Linked DNA regions of Sus scrofa: region 2 is linked to region 1. A link is a contact called in public HiChIP or PLAC-seq data. All regions are on one chromosome and are shown on one strand. The core of a region is the stretch at or near the end of the contact, and the rest is flanking DNA. Distances in the headings are between cores, read along the strand shown.

The links. HiChIP or PLAC-seq counts read pairs in DNA pulled down with a chosen protein or histone mark.
Region 2: an H3K27ac HiChIP or PLAC-seq map of alveolar macrophages shows a contact between it and region 1. The contact joins two enhancer-like sites. A contact is called at or near these places in 1 of 5 promoter capture datasets (fetal skeletal muscle) and 1 of 2 datasets of contacts at active chromatin or transcription factors (alveolar macrophages).

What each region holds. Positions count from the first base shown.
Region 1 is chr17:11,117,229-11,125,083 of Sscrofa11.1, reverse strand. No RefSeq gene overlaps it. Among named protein-coding and RNA genes, the nearest start is that of KAT6A, 11 kb to the right of the region's middle. Within about 2 kb of position 4,418, at least 1 of the 83 cell types and tissues checked has an H3K27ac peak or open chromatin away from gene starts, as enhancers often do. A contact at or near this core is called in alveolar macrophages, where this site is marked.
Region 2 is chr17:11,359,226-11,367,080 of Sscrofa11.1, reverse strand. POLB (DNA polymerase beta) reads right to left here. Exons shown (of 15, transcript XM_021078254.1): 3 at 6,096-6,162; 4 at 2,339-2,413; 5 at 1,501-1,559; 6 at 1-31. Among named protein-coding and RNA genes, the nearest start is that of POLB, 7.0 kb to the right of the region's middle. Within about 2 kb of position 4,355, at least 3 of the 83 cell types and tissues checked have an H3K27ac peak or open chromatin away from gene starts, as enhancers often do. A contact at or near this core is called in alveolar macrophages, where this site is marked.

The sequences.
Region 1 (7,855 bases), core at 3,169-5,668:
AGGGGTCAAATTGGAGCTATAGCCGCCGGCCTACGCCACAGCCACAGCCACACGGGATCCGAGCCGCGTCTGCAACCTACACCACAGCTCATGGCAACGCCGAATCCTTAACCCGCTGAGCAAGGCCAGGGATGGAACACGCAACCTCATGGTTTCTAGTCGGATTCGTTAACCACTGCACCACGACAGGAACTCCTAAATGCAGTATCTTTTAAGTCCTGCTGCGTAAGAGATAGCGTGGAAACACTTGTGATTAGATTCGAAGAAGAATTATGTCAAAATCCAACCTCAAATTCTCATCACAGGAAAAAAATCTTTTTCCATTTCTTTAATTTCATATCTATGTGAGATGTCAGATGGTCACTAAACCTACTGCGATAATCCCTTCATGATGTATGTCAATCAGAGCATGATCTGTGCATGTGAAGCACGCATTGCTGTATGTCCGCTGTATCTCAATAAAACCGGAAGAAAAAAATCCAGTCTCTTGGTCAAGACATATGCATTTTCTTTTTTTCTTTTTTGGGCCACACCCTTGGCATAAGGAAGTTCCCAGGCTAGGAGCTGAATTGGAGAAATAGCTGCTGGCCTACTCCACAACTACAACAATGTGGGATTCGAGCTGTGTCTTCGACCTACACCACAGCTCATGGCAATGTGAGATCCTCGACCCACTGAGTAAGGCCAGGGATTGAACCCCAATCTTCATGGATACTAGTCAGATTCGTTTCCACTGCGCCACAACAGGAACTCCCCTCCTTTTCTTTACAATAGTCCTTTATTTGTTTAGGTGTTGGAACGGAAGGAGGTTATTGCCTTAAGCATTTTAACATTAAATAATCCCAGTTTAACCTTTAACCTTTTTGGGACCATCTCTTCCTGCTTGGTTTTCCTGAGTCCATTTAGGGGTGTGTGTGTGTGTGTGTGTGTGTGTGTGTGTGTGTGTGTGTGTGCGCGCGCATGCATGTGTCCGATCGCCCCTGCTGGGTTGGGTGCTAAGAAAAATGCCCTGGGAATTTACACATACTGAACTTTTATTTATGCAAACAATAGCTCCTCACTCTTAAATATTCCTCATCAAGCAATGATTAAAAGCAGCGTCCCCTTGGAGTTCCTGTCGTGGCTCAGTGGTAATGAACCTGACTAGTATCCATGAGGACAAGGGTTCATATTTCCCGGCCTCTGGAAGTGGGTTAAGGATCTGGTGTTGCTGTGAGCTGTGGTGTAGGCCTTAGCAGCAGCTCCGATTCAATACCTGGCCCAGGAATTTCCATATGCCACAGGTGCTGCTGTAAAAATAAATAAATAAATGAATAAACGTCTTGAGCTCTTAACTCTCAATGTATTTCTCAATTCAGAGTGGATGCCAACAATAGGTATGTTAAAGGTTCCTTAATGTTTCAAAGTTACAAGATTATGAAATTATCCTAAGAGAGAGGGAAGGGCCTCTTAGTTCCTGGCTAAACAGCAGTGGTTAGAAGTACTCCTTGCTCTATTTCTGATGGTCAGAGTAAACTTACTTTAAAAAATGTGCGAGCGAGCTCGTGGCTTGGGGGATTTAGGACCCAGCATTGTCACTTCTGTGGCTCTGATTACAGCTGTCACATGGGTTCGATTCCTGGCCTGGGAACTTCCATGTGCCGTGGGGACAGCTAAAAAATATGTATGAATTCTTATGTATTTATTTATTTATTTATTTTGCTCTTTAGGGCCATAGCTGTGGCATATGGAGGTTCTCAGGATAGGGATCGAATTGGAGCTACAGCTGCCAGCCTACACCACAGCCACGTCAACTCGGGATCCAAGATGAGTCTGCAGCCTACACCACAGCTCATGGCAACGAGGGATCCCCAACCCACTGACCGAGGCCAGGGATCAAATCTGCCTCTTCATGGATACTAGCTGGATTCATTTCCACTGTACCACAACAGGAACTCCCAAATGTGTACTAATTCTTACTGAACCCCCACAATATGCCTATAACTAGGCTCAAGCATTTGGGCAGCACCCAGTCTTACCTGTAAAGAACTTGCAGCTTCTCAGGAAGACAAGATGTACATTTAGACATGTACAATGAAATTGCAGGCTGGTATTGTTAATGTTTGGATGACTGATTATGGAAATGAGGGATAAAATATCATGTGCCAGAATTTATCTTCCCAGTGATGACATGACTATGAAGCACTTGCATTCAAGTGGGTTAACATTCACATTTGGCCTGGTTCATTGGGCAAGAACAAAAAGTTTACATGCTGAGGCAGATACGGTGGACAGTCCTTCCATCTTTATTTCAACCTCCTTCTAGGGAGCCCTATTGTCCTGCAAAAGCAGGAAGCATGAACAAGCATCCCCCAGATTCCCTTGCAGCTTAGGGTCTGGTATGGTTTGGGTTCCACCAATCAGATGTCTTCCTGCAAGGAATGAATGTGGGAGGTCCTGTTGCGGCTTAGCAGAAACACATCCATCTAGCATCCATGAGGATGAGGATTCGATCCCTGGCCTTGCTCAGTGGGCTAAGGATCTGGCACTGCTATGTGCTGTGATGTAGGTCGAAGCTTCGGTTTGGATATGGTGTTGCTGTGCCTGTGGTGTAGGCTGGCAGTTGGGGCTCCGATTCGACCCCTAGCCTGGGAACTTCTATATGCTGCATCTGCAGCCCTAAAAAAAATAAAAATAAAAATAAAATAGAAATAAATGTGAAACTAATTAAGTGGCAAGAGGGACCCAAGCCGTTGGCTGGCTGGTCTGGATGGCAGTAGGTGGGCTGACTGTTCAGTAGTGTTGCTGACCCGCAGACCACAGCTAAGGTGGCTGGAGCCTGGAAATAACAATGTGGCGGCAGCTTCCTGAACTCCTGACTCAGCTAAAATGGCCATAAACTAGAGCAGTGGCTGTCGAGCAGAGGCTATTCTGAGACCAGGAGGCAATCAGCCCATTTAGCAGTCTGAAGACTTTTTTTTGTTTTTTGTTATAGTTGATTTACAATGTTGTGCCAATTTCTGCTGTACAGCAAAGTGACTCAGTCATATATTCTTTTTTTGCTTTTTACGGCCATACCTGTGACATATAGAAGTTCCCAGGCTAGGGGTCAAATTGGAGCTGCAGCTGCCAGCCTACACCACAGCCACAGCAACGTGGGATCTAAGCCACATTGTGACCGACATCACAGCTCGTGGCAACACTGGATCCTTAATCTACTGAGTGAAGCCAGGGATCGAACCTGCATACTCAGGGTTACTAGTAGGCTTTGTTACCACTGAGCCACAATGGGAACTCTGCCATTTTTAAATATAAACAAAAAAGCCAAGAATTTACTATGGGCTGAATGGAGGGGGTAGGGCAAAGGGTCAAGAGCACAGACTCTGGTCTAGAGCAAGTGTCTGGACTCAAATCCTGGCCATGTGTCCTTGGGAAAGTTGGTTAACTTCATCTTTAAGTTAGTGATGAGTAACAGTCTTTATGTCACCAGGATGCTGTTCAGACTGAGATAATTAATATGTTTTAAGCAGTTAAATGGTGCTTACACAGAGTAATGCTATTTAAGTGTTTGCTAAATAAAATTTAAATGGAGGAAGACTTTCACTTGTACGGGATGAGTAGCGTTAGACGAAGCAGGCGATGTGGAGAAGGTGATGTCCTGGGAAGAGCACCCTGAGCGCATCCAGCGCCTTTATGCCAGACTGACACACACCCATGAGCCCCTGGCCAACTGGCCTATCAGAGATGCTTTCAAACACCTACGAGTAAGTATTCACAGTAACCACCTGGCCTTTCCCTACTCTGAAAACCTATCCTGCCCTAGACAGGTTGTGTGGCCCCTGCAGTAGGGGACGGGAAGCTTGGAAACATATTAACTTTAATAAATATTTGTCTTAAAAAATATCACAATTGTTCTATGAAATTATGTCAGTTAAAAATGACTGGTGTCCCTTGGTTGGCTTATTTCTTTTTCTTTTTTGTCTTTTTAGGGCCGCACCCACGGTATATGGAGGTTCCCAGGCTAGGGGCTGAATCAGAGCTACAGCTGCTGGCCTACACCAGAGCCACGGCAATGCCAGATCCGAGCTGCGTCTGTAACCTACACCACAGCTCACAGCAATGCCGGATCTTTAACCCACTGATAGAGACCAGGGATCAAACCCACAACCTCATGGTTGCTAGTCAGTTTCGTTAACCACTGAGCCACATGACAGGAACTCCTTGGTTGGCTTATTTCTTTCACTCTTTTTCTCTTTCTCCCTCTTTCTTTCTTCCTTCTTTCTTTTTCCTCTTTCTTTCTCTTTCCTTCCTTCTTTCTTTTCTTCTTCCCTTTTTCTTTCTTTCCTGATGTCTCAGCTAAATCTTTAGGGTTAGACGTTTATTAGGGTTCTTAGGCCCTACCCGCCACTGTCACCTCTTCCATGTCATTACCACAAGCACAGACTCCGCAAGAGATGAAGCAAGCATGAGCTGTTGCTTCTTGTTGTTTTGTCTGATAAGGGAAAAGTATCAGAGGTGGCTTGATCAAAACCAGGATTGTTCCAAATTTCTTTTACTTATCTGCTCAAAGTCAGAGGCATTAGGGAATGAAGATGCGGGAACTACCTAGAAAATAAACTATAGAGTTCTTTGGGGGGATAGGAGAGAGGGAAAAACCAGGGACAATTCCTGGATTTCTGGCTTGGGTGACAGGAGTGGTGCCACCATCAAGTGACTTTAGGAAGCAGAAGGAGCAGGCAGGCCAGCTCCAAGATTTACAGGGCTTATCGAAAAAGGAAAATGCTGGTCCGTAGTACAAAGTGCAGGGAGAACACTTTGCTTTTCTCCATGGTGTTGATCTCAACTTGTCACTGGGGTATTTATTCCCTACTTAACAATCTCTTCAGTGCAGTGATAAGTATGGGTGAGAGCAGACCCTCCCAGAAGATGAGGCACAGGGCCACCAGGTTACGCCTCCTGCCCACCAGGGATCAGCACCTCTGGAACCCAAGCCGGGCATCTCCTCTTCCCTTGAGGCTGCTGTCCCAACCCAGCCGCAGGTGGGTGTCCCCGCAAGAATTTTGTTACTTCATCTTTTTGTCTTTTTTTTTTTTTTTTTGCCACACCCCCAGCATTAGGAAGTTCCCAGGGTAGGAGTTGAATTGGAGCTGCAGCTGCTGACCTACACCACAGCCACAGCAACGCCAGATATGAGCCATATCTGCAACCTACACCCAGCTCACGGCAACACCAGATCCTTAACCCACTGAACAAGGCCAGGGATTGAACTCAAGTCCTCATGAGTTACTCGTTGTGTTCTTAACCCATAACAGGAATTCCTTAAATCTGTCATTCTGCAATAGTTTTCTGTTTGTCTCATCTGTTCTTTGTTCTGTTTTTCTTCCTTTCCTGTCTTCTAAAGTAATTTCGTGACTCCATTTTATTTCTACTATTGGCCTATTGGCTATATCTCAATTTATTATCATTATTCCTTTTCGTGGTTGCCCTAGAGTTTTCTATATATATTTGTTTGTTTGTTTGTTTGTTTTGTTTTTCTTTATGGCAGCATCTGCGGCATATGGAGGTTTCCAGGCTAGGGGTCTAATCGGAGCTACAGCTGCCAGCCTACACCACAGCCACAGCCATGCAGGATCCGAGTCATGTCTGAACTATACCACAACTCATGGCAATGCTGGATCCTTAACCCACTGAGCAAGGCCAGGGATCGAACCCTCAACCTCATGGTTCCTAGTCAGATTCGTTTCCGCTGCACCAGAGCGGGAACTCCTATAATATACTTCTTTAGCTTAGCACCGTCTACCTTCAAAGAGCATGCAGTATAAAACCTTGCAATAGCTACTCCCATTTCCCCAGACAACCCCATCATCCACTTGACTTCTATAAAGGTTTTAAACTCCACATGCATTGTTATTAATGTGCCTTTAAAAAATTCATCATCTCATAAGGAGATTAATTTTTTAAAAAACTTTTTATTTATTTATTTTGTCTTTTTTTTTTTTTTTTAAAGCCGCACCTGCTGCATATGGAGGTTCTAGGCTAGGAGTCAATTGGAGCTGTAGCCTTCCGCCTACACCACAGCCACAGCAACACCAGACCAGAGCCACATCTGTGACCTACACTACAGCTCATGGCAACACTGGATCCTTAACCCACTGAGCGAGGCCAGGGATCGAACTTGTGTCCTTATGGATGCTAGTCAGATTCATTTCTACTGAGCCACAACAGGAACTCCTATTTTTTTTTTTTTAATTATACTTAGAGTTCCCATTGTGGCTCGGCGATAACGAACCTGACTAGTAACCATGAGGATGCAGGTTTGATCCCTGGCCTTGCTCAGTGGGTTCAAGATCCAGCATTGTCCTTGGAAGGTTCCCAGAAGGATGGAGACAGACCCCCACCCCCTCCCTTGAATGTGATTATTCACTTTGGAGACCTGCTGTGGACATTACAGCCCAGCACAAGATCTGCACCCTTTCTCGGAATGTAGAGCATAGATTAACCACCTACAAGGATTAATTGCCCTCTGTCAGGGGACTCCACCACCTACCCCTCCCCACTTAACTTTGACCTTCCCCTCCTCCTCCTTCGTCGTTCCTGCCACAAGTTCCGCCATGAACTCCAGCCACAGATTCCCACCACAGAGCCTTTATAAGCCTCCCCCTCCTCACAGTCAGGGCTGGTGCCATCTGGAGCTCAGCCCGTGCCCCTCTGATGCCTTAATACCTCTCTCTTGCTTTACCAACTTGGCCTTGCCCATTCCTCCCTCGGCAAACCTAACAGTCCTGAGCTGTGGTGTAGGTCACAGGCAAAGTTCATATCCTGCGTTGCTGTGGCTGTGGAGTAGGTCAGCGGCTATAGCTCCAATTTGACCCTTAGCCTGGGAAGCTCCATATGCCACAGGTGCAGCCCTGAAAATAAAAACAGAAGTTCCCAGGCTAGGGGTCGAATTAGAGCTGCAGCTGCCAGCCTACACCACAGCCACAGCAACACCAGTATCTGAGCTGTGTCTATGACCTTCACTACAGCTCATGGCAACACCGGATCCTTAACCCACTGAGCGAGGCCAGGGATTGAACCTGCATCCTCATAGATGCTAGTCAGATTCATTTCCACTGAGTCACGATACTACTTTTTGGCTTTTTTTTTTTTTTTTTTTGGCTTTTCAGGGCTGCACCTGCCATATGGAGGTTCCCAGGCTAGGGCTCCAATCATAGGTGAAGTCCCTGGCCTATACCACAGTCACAGCAACTTGGGATGTGACAACCTACACCAAGGCTCATGGCAATGCCAGATCCTTAACCCACTTAGCAAGGCCAGGGATGGAACCCATGTCTCATGGTACTAGTCAGGTTTGCTAACTGCTGAGCCATGAGGGGAACTGGGAAGTTCCATATGCCCTAAAACAAAAAAACAAAACAACAAAAATTGTATTTATCTACACATTTCTCACTTCCGGCACTTTTTCTTTTCTTTTTTGGCCACATCTGCGGCATATGGAAGTTCCTGGGCCAGGGATCATATCTGAGCTGCAGCTGCAACGTACACTGGGCTGCGGATTGAAACCATGTCACTGCAGAGACAAAGCTGGATCCTTAACCTGAGGCACCACAGCAGGAAATCCTCACTTCCAGGACTCTTAATATCTTTCTACAAATCCAAATTTCCATCTAACAAAGGATATATCATCCTCTTACTAAAGAAATGCTTTCAACATTTCTGGCAGTTCAGGTCATCTGGTGATAAACCATTGTAGCTTTTTCTTCATGTGTCTGAAAAACTTATTTGGCCCTCATTTCCAAAAGACATTTTTTGCTGAATAGATTTCTTTTTTTTTTTTTTTTTTTGTCTTTTGCTATTTCTTTGGGCCGCTCCCGCG
Region 2 (7,855 bases), core at 3,106-5,605, 240 kb before region 1:
TTCATCTACAAACTTCCTTGCAGCAGATGGACTATAAAGAAAGAAAATCATTACCTTAATACCAAGTGAAACTCAGGATCTATGTTATGAAATAACCAGTTAGATTTTCTCTTGTCAAACATAAAGAGTTACTGTTGAGCTAAAGACCTGCTAAACTGTTGCATGCTTACTTTAGTGATGTTCTATTTTTCTAAAGAGAACTTCTTGAAGCCTTAATCTAGAAAAAGGTGTTAAGTAACTGGGTGTCATAATACTCATTTAATTTATTCATAAAACAGACATACAGGCACTTGAAAACTAGTCATTCATTCAAATGAGATTTAATGAGGGCCTCTTATGTGTCAGATATTCTTCTAAGTACTGAAACTGCAGCAGGAATGTGACAAATAAGGGCCCTGGTCTTTCTTACTTATACTACAGTGTGTAGAGAGAGATAATAAATAGATATACAAACAGAGAAAAATTTCAGGAAGATGAATTAAAATAGGGTAATACGCCAGAGTGGCTGAGTCTACTTTAGACTGGATGGTGAAGAAAGGCCTCTCAGATGACACATTTTTAAACTGAGATTTTAATGACAAAGAGCCTTGGTACAGAAACTAAGTGGCAGAGAAGCTGACAGTCATATCAGCAAGGCAATGAGGCACAAAAATAGCAGATCAGCATTGGGAGTTGAGAGACACAGCTTCTAAATCTGGCCCTGCCACAGTCATCTCACGTCCTGAATTCAGTTTTCTTGCCTGGAGGAAGAGAGTAATGGAACAGACGCTCTCTGAAACACATGCTAACATTTTATCATTGCTCTGGGTCTCCAAGGAGTCACGCTCCTTTTCAGTATACTTGGTTTAGGAATTTAATAGATTTTAAAATACTTTTTAAAATAAAAGAATTTTCATCAAAATGTTGCCATTCAGGAATAAGGATCATATATCTAAAAGAATGCCTCATTCCATGAAGGTGAGAGTTAAGTAAAGCACTACAGCCCTACTATTTCAGTGTTAAGCTTTACTCTGTCCAGTGTCAAGGACGCCTCTGCTAGCTCAATTTAAGACAAAGAAGACTTCATTAGGAAATACCTGAGTGCCTGCTCCAAGCTCATGCACCAGGTGCTATGGAAAAAGACCTTAAACCTTTAAGGTAGATATCAAGCTAAAAGAGTCACAAGAGGCACAATCTGGAGGGAGTGATAATAGGTCCACAGAGCAAGTGCCAATGGAGTTGAGAGGAAGGAGAGCCTATATCTGGCTGGGACTCAAACTGGATTCATGAAGGAGCTAGCAAGTGCCTTGAATGGGGCCTTTAAAGCAGAGGCAGCACGCAAAGCAGCAGCCTCGGACATTTACTATATGGAAGAGTGACTTGCACGGGCAAAGGCAGAGGTGGAAAAGCACAGGTTTTGAAGGGAAACAGCCTGTACCTTAAGTTTGGCTGACATAAAAAAAAAACAAAAAAACAAAAAACCAATCCTACTACTGTGTCTGCTTAAGAAATAATTCTTACCCAATGCCACTAACTCGAGTCAGGAAATTGATGGATGAACTTGTATCATCCTGCCGAATCTTTAAGAGAAAAAAAAAAAAGTCTAACAATGATCTAGGAATGCTTTGAGGACTTCAATAATTTTACTAGAAATACACCAGTCCGCTAAGAGACTTGAAGAGCCATTTAAATCCACTTGGATAACTATGCAGAAGTCTTCATACACAACCCCAGTGTTTACAGGTGAGACAGGAAGCAGATGAAGATGTGTCGTCTCTACTTTATCCAATACTTTTAAAACGCTTATTCATAAAAGATCAGGAGTGATATAATTATTATCATCAGGGTGAAATAAAACCATAAAAATGCTTAGGAGAATTTAAGCACTGAAATTCTAAAAGATAACTATCACTTAGTCAAAGTTTATAATTTTCCTTCTAAATGGTACTAAAAATAAGGAGGTAATTCTACCATAGAAGCTAACAGTCTCTTACACACCACGTTAAATAAGTGAACATTTTCTAGGAATGATACTCAAAATTTAAAATTACAGGATACTTAGGAGTTCCCTGGTGGTCTAGTGGTTAGGATTTGCTGTGGCCTGGGTTCAGACCCTGGTTTGGGAACTGAGATCCCACATCAAGGCACTGCATGCCATGGCCAAAGTAAAAACAAAACAAAACAAATTAAATTAAATTAAATTAAAATACAGGACACTCACACAGCCATAAACTACTCCTCCCTTTTCCCACTGAGTCATCAGGGTAAGTGACATCATCTACCCTGCAATGGTGCTACACGAGAGTTGCCTTAAAGGCAGACACTATAACCAAATAACAAATAAGTTAAAATTTTTTACCTTTTCCAGTTTACGCAATTTTCCAGTAGCTAAAAACTCATCAATCTTTTCAGCAATTTTTGTTCCTACTCCAGGCTACAGAGAAAATTAAAAATAGAAAAGTCACAAAAATATAATGCTTCCCAAATCACTGAAAGATAAAGTAAAAAATGAGAAATGAAAAACCAATGATCATTACATGACCAGTCTTGAAACAAAGGACACAGAAAATTGAGTACCAGTAAAAACGTATTTTCCTGGGAGTTCCTGTCGTGGCTCAGTGGTTAAAGAACCTGACTAGTATCCATGAGGACTCGGATTCAATCCTTGGCCTCGCTCAGCTGGTTAAGGATCTGGCGTCACCATGAGCTGAAGTGAAAGTCACAGATGCAGCTCAGATTCCACGTTTCTGTGGCTGTGGTGTAGGCCAGCAGCTGTAGTTCTGATTCTACCCCTAGCCTGGGAACCTCTATATACTGCGGGTATGGCACCTAAAAGAGACAAAAGACAAAAAAATATACATATACATATATATTTTCCCAAAGACAAAATGTTTGAATGATTGGTGAGTGAGAAGCTTTAATAAGATAGTTATAAATGACTCTTGCTTTGTCTTTTTTTTTTTTTTGCCATTTCTTGTGCTGCTCCTGCGGCACATGGAAGTTCCCAGGCTAGGGGTCTAATCAGAGCTGCAGCCGCCAGCCTACGCCGGAGCCACAGCAACTCAGGATCCAAGCTGTGTCTGCGACCTACACCACAGCTCATGGCAATGCCGGATCCTTAACCCACTGAGCAAGGCCAGGGATTAAACCCGCAACCTCATGGTTCCTAGTTGGATTCGTTAACCACTGAGCCACGACGGGAACTCCGACTCTTGCTTTTTAAAAATTAACTTTTCTTATAGAAAAATTAGAAAACATACAATCACAAAAAGAAAAATATTAAAATCACTTGATTTCATCACCCTGAAAATTAAAATAACCTATAACCTCGCCACTTAACATCTGCTACACAGTGACTTCTTTTTTGAAGTCGTTCTATACATACACACATAAGCAGTTGTGTGTGCATTCATATACATACATATATATATACACAAACACACCCCTACTTTTTTCTTACAAAAACAGAATCATACTGCTTTGTAAAGTGCTTTAACTTAAAAATCATCATGATCAAATTTCTGTATCAATATATAAATACAACTACATCTTTAATGGCTGCATAGTGTGTTAATATATGAATGTATTGTAATTTACTTAACAAATACCCTACAGAACACTTAGATAGCTTCCAATTTTTGATACTATAAAAATGCTGTTGTGACATTCCTCTAGAATGATGTTTGCAAGCTTTCGCACACACCACATCACCTGGGGAACAGTTTAAAACACAGAATGCCAAGTCCCACCCTGGAGTGTCTGAATGAACAGTGTGTTTCTCACAAGTTCCCAGGCAATGCTGATGCTGCTGGTCTGGGTACCACACCTTGAGAATCACTGCTCTAAAACTGCACAGGCCCACATGGAAGCAACCAGCCACATGTGACAACTTAACTTTACATTAAAAAAATTAACACTTCAATTTCTCAGTCACCCTAGCCACGTTTCAACTAGCCAAATGTGGCTCATGTTGACCATACTGGCAGCACTGCTCTACAACAGAAGCTTTGACCAACACTTTGATCACAGTAAATGAGTGTTTTTCCCCCACATTTCTGTCTGCACTATTGTATTTAATAATTTGGTAGACACAATACAGCACCTTGTTGGAATTTGTGACTCTGATTATTAGCAAGCATGAACTTTTCTTCATGTTTACTGGTTCTTTTCAGCTAAATGTTCAACATGCATAACGTGTATCAGTTCTGTCTTGTAGCCTTAAATGCACCCTTCTGTATTCTTGATTTATTTAATGTTTAATGAGGGTCTCAAGACTCCTGAACGCACACTCAAGCTTTGAAAACAGCAATCCCATGTGGGAATGAACAAAAAAATTTAGGAAGTAGAATAGAAAGGGGAAACTGCTCGAGTTTCTCATTTCCTGTATCATAAAATACATAAGATACATAAAGCAATTTAAGCCTAGAGTAGTTTCTACACCTAACATTAAGGAATAAAAGGCAAAACACTCATTCTGGAAATTTCAGATTTCTAGACTATTGAGAAGCACTCATATGTGCCAGAAAGTAGGTCTGTGGTTTTTAAAATAACTGTGAAAAGGAATAATGATGACATTTCATATTAAGTCCAGTCCTGTGCAAAAGGAATTTTGGATCCTTCTGTGGTATTGTTAAGGATATACCATAAACTCAGATTTGGGATGAAATGCATGAGAACTTGTCAGAAGTTTGCCTCTAATAAATGAGCAGACTATCTGCAATTAACATAAAGGATATTCAATGATGATAAAAAAGGGAACAGAATGGCTCCTAAGGTTAACACTAGGTCAGATGACCAAGACAGAAACTCAGAATTAAACTCTAATGCATTTAGGGAGTTCCCGTTGTGGCACAGTGGGTTAAGAAAGAATCTGACTGCAGCGGCTTGGGTCACAGCTGTGGCTCAGATTCAATCCCTGACAGGGGCACTTCCATATGCCACAGCTGTGGCAAAAAAAACAACCAAAAAGCCCTAATGTATTTAGAACTTGCTTGGCTCGTCTATTTGGGGAGGATACACTGATGGTGAGAACTGTTTGTGGTACAAAGGATCTAAAACCTACACACCAGAGCTTAATTTGTACTGAATAATAAATTCAAGGTGAAGATGAGGCACATAATTACTGTGGATAATCTGTCACTTAAATAGAAGACGTATAAAATTTATGATAATGTTCTGACTCTGAAAGATGAAAATAGAAGGACAGTTATTGCTCACACTCTGAAGATGTTCATGAGAAAATTAAAGACAACTGAATGTTAACACCTAAATTCTAGGGACTTTTAAGAAACACAAATGGGTAAAGAACAACAGAAAGTGGTAACAATCAGGACGTGGACTAATCAAAAAGCCATGTCAATTTGACCTCCTCAACAAAAGATGGATAGGATATGGTCCTTAATCTTGAGGAACTTAGAATCTTTTGATTGACTGACTGACTGATTGATTGCCGTTTTAGGGCCGTACCCACGGCATATGGAAGTTCCCAGGCTAAGGGCTGAATCACAGCTGTAGCTGCTGGCCACAGCCACAGCCATGCCAAATCCGAGCTGTGTCTGTGACCTACACCACAGCTCACAGCAACGCTGGATCCTTAACCCACTGAGCAAGGCCAGGGCTCAAACCTGTGTCCTCATGGATACTAGTCAGATTCATTTTTGCTGAGCCGAGACGGCAACTCCGAGGAACTTAGAATCTTTTATCAGTAGGTAGACTCTCCTAGGATATTCTTAGTGATATTAATACAAATTACCAAGATATGTGGCTAAAGTTCTAGAAACTGGGACTGCCAGCACCACTCTGTTACCACACCCTTCTTGAGGACTAACACCCAAAGGTGACATTCAGTGTGAGAATAAGTACATATATATATGGTTAAGTAGAGAAGAAAACTGTAATTACATGTTTTAAAAATTTTTTTAAATCCAGCCCCTCCTCCAAAAAAACCCGCTTTGAGTTTGAAAAAGCATGCCTGAAATGGCATTAATATGATTCTGAGAAAGTAGCGAAATCTGCCTGTGCGGTCAAGGTAGCTTCAGAGGCAAATTTCATTTTGTGGAAACCCATCAAATTGGTACCTGTGCAAGCTCGTCAATCAACTTGCCTGCTAAACTTACCAGTTTCTTAGCTTCTGCTCCACTCTTTATTTTGTGTGGGTACTTTGCTATCACAGATGCCGCTTTTCTACAAGTTAAAAAAAAAAATAAAAGAAAAAAAAGGAACTAATTAGAAATCCAGTGAGGTCTTAATTTTTCTTAACCTGGAATATACACGCAAACAAATATGCAGCTTAAACTTTCACTAAGATAACTAGTTTTCCATTATCTGTGTAAAATTTTAAAAACTCAATGAGGAGTTCCCTGGTAGTCTAGTGGTTAAGGATCTGCCATTGCCCCTTGCTGTGGTGCAGGTTCAATCCCTGGCTGGGAACTTCCACATGCTGCTGGTATGGCCAAAAAATCCACCCCAAAACTAAAAACTCAATGAGCTGACAAACCACCTGCATATCTAACTTTCAGAAGTATCACAAAAATTCTCACACTTAAGAATAACATAATTTTGAAGTTCCTGTCATGGTGCAGTGGAAACAAATCCAATTAGGAAACATGATGTTACGGGTTCAATCCCTGGCCTCGATCAGTGGGTTAATGATCTGGCGTTGCCATGAGCTGTGGTGTAGGTTGCAGACAGGGCTTGAATCTCATGTTGCTGTGGTGTAGGCCGGCAGCTGAAGCTCTGATTAGACTCCCAGCCTGGTAACCTCCATATGCCGCTGGTACAGCCCTAAAAAGCAAATAAATAAATAAATAAAAATAATAATATAATCTCAACTGTATATGTAAAATTAGGGAGATTCAGGAAACCAGTAACCTTTCCTTTTGGAGATTAAGTGGAAAACATCATCAAGCCTTTTTTTCTTTTGATAGTTTTAAATGTATTCATAACTCTTTCATAAAAAATGTGCCACATAAATACAAAAAAGAAGTGCCACCTAGTAGTATTCAAACTACTAGGTAACAAACTGGCTTATGGATGGTTATTTTAATTTAATTAATTAATTAATTCTGCTTTTTAGGGCCACACCTTTGGCACATGGAAGTTTTCAGGGTAGGGGTTCAATTGGAGCTATAGCCGCCAGCCTATGCCACAGCCACACGTGATCTGAGCCGCATCTCAGGTCTCATGGCAACACCGGACACTTAACCCACTGAGCGAGGCCAGGGATTGAACCTACATCCTTATGGATACTCGTCACGTTCATCAATGCTGAGCCGCAATGGGAACTCCTGGATGGTTATTTTTAAATCCATGACTTAAAACTATGTTCCCGTGTCCTGATACCACTTCTTTTCATTGTTCTCATTTCAATTCTACAAAAAGCAGTGACCTTGATCCTTGCCCATCTCCACACATACCTAGCTCAGTAATCTGGTGGAAAGACTGGATACACCTGGGAGCTCACTGATGGCATATAATTCCAATGCTAAATGTAGCTGTGCACTGAGGCATAAATACCGGGTAGTCTTTGGAGCCTTAGTTTTTCATCTATTCTAGCACACGTAACCTTTAGATTTGGATTTCAACTTCTCTATTAGCGTATTACTGATGATGAGTCTGGAAAGGTGGGTTGAGGATGATTTGTGGAGGAAACTGTTTCAGCATAGCAAAGAGCTCCACATAATTGGCACTATGGCACAAAGCCTGAAAAGGAAGAAGAATTAAATCATGAAAGGCCTTTTATATGTCATGATGCTTTTGGGCTTTATTTCGAGATAAATATTTAATTATTTGATGTGAAAGAATAACAAGAGCAAATAACCATTTTCAAAAGACTACTCTGGCCACATCAAAAGAAACGTATATGGGAGAGTTCCTG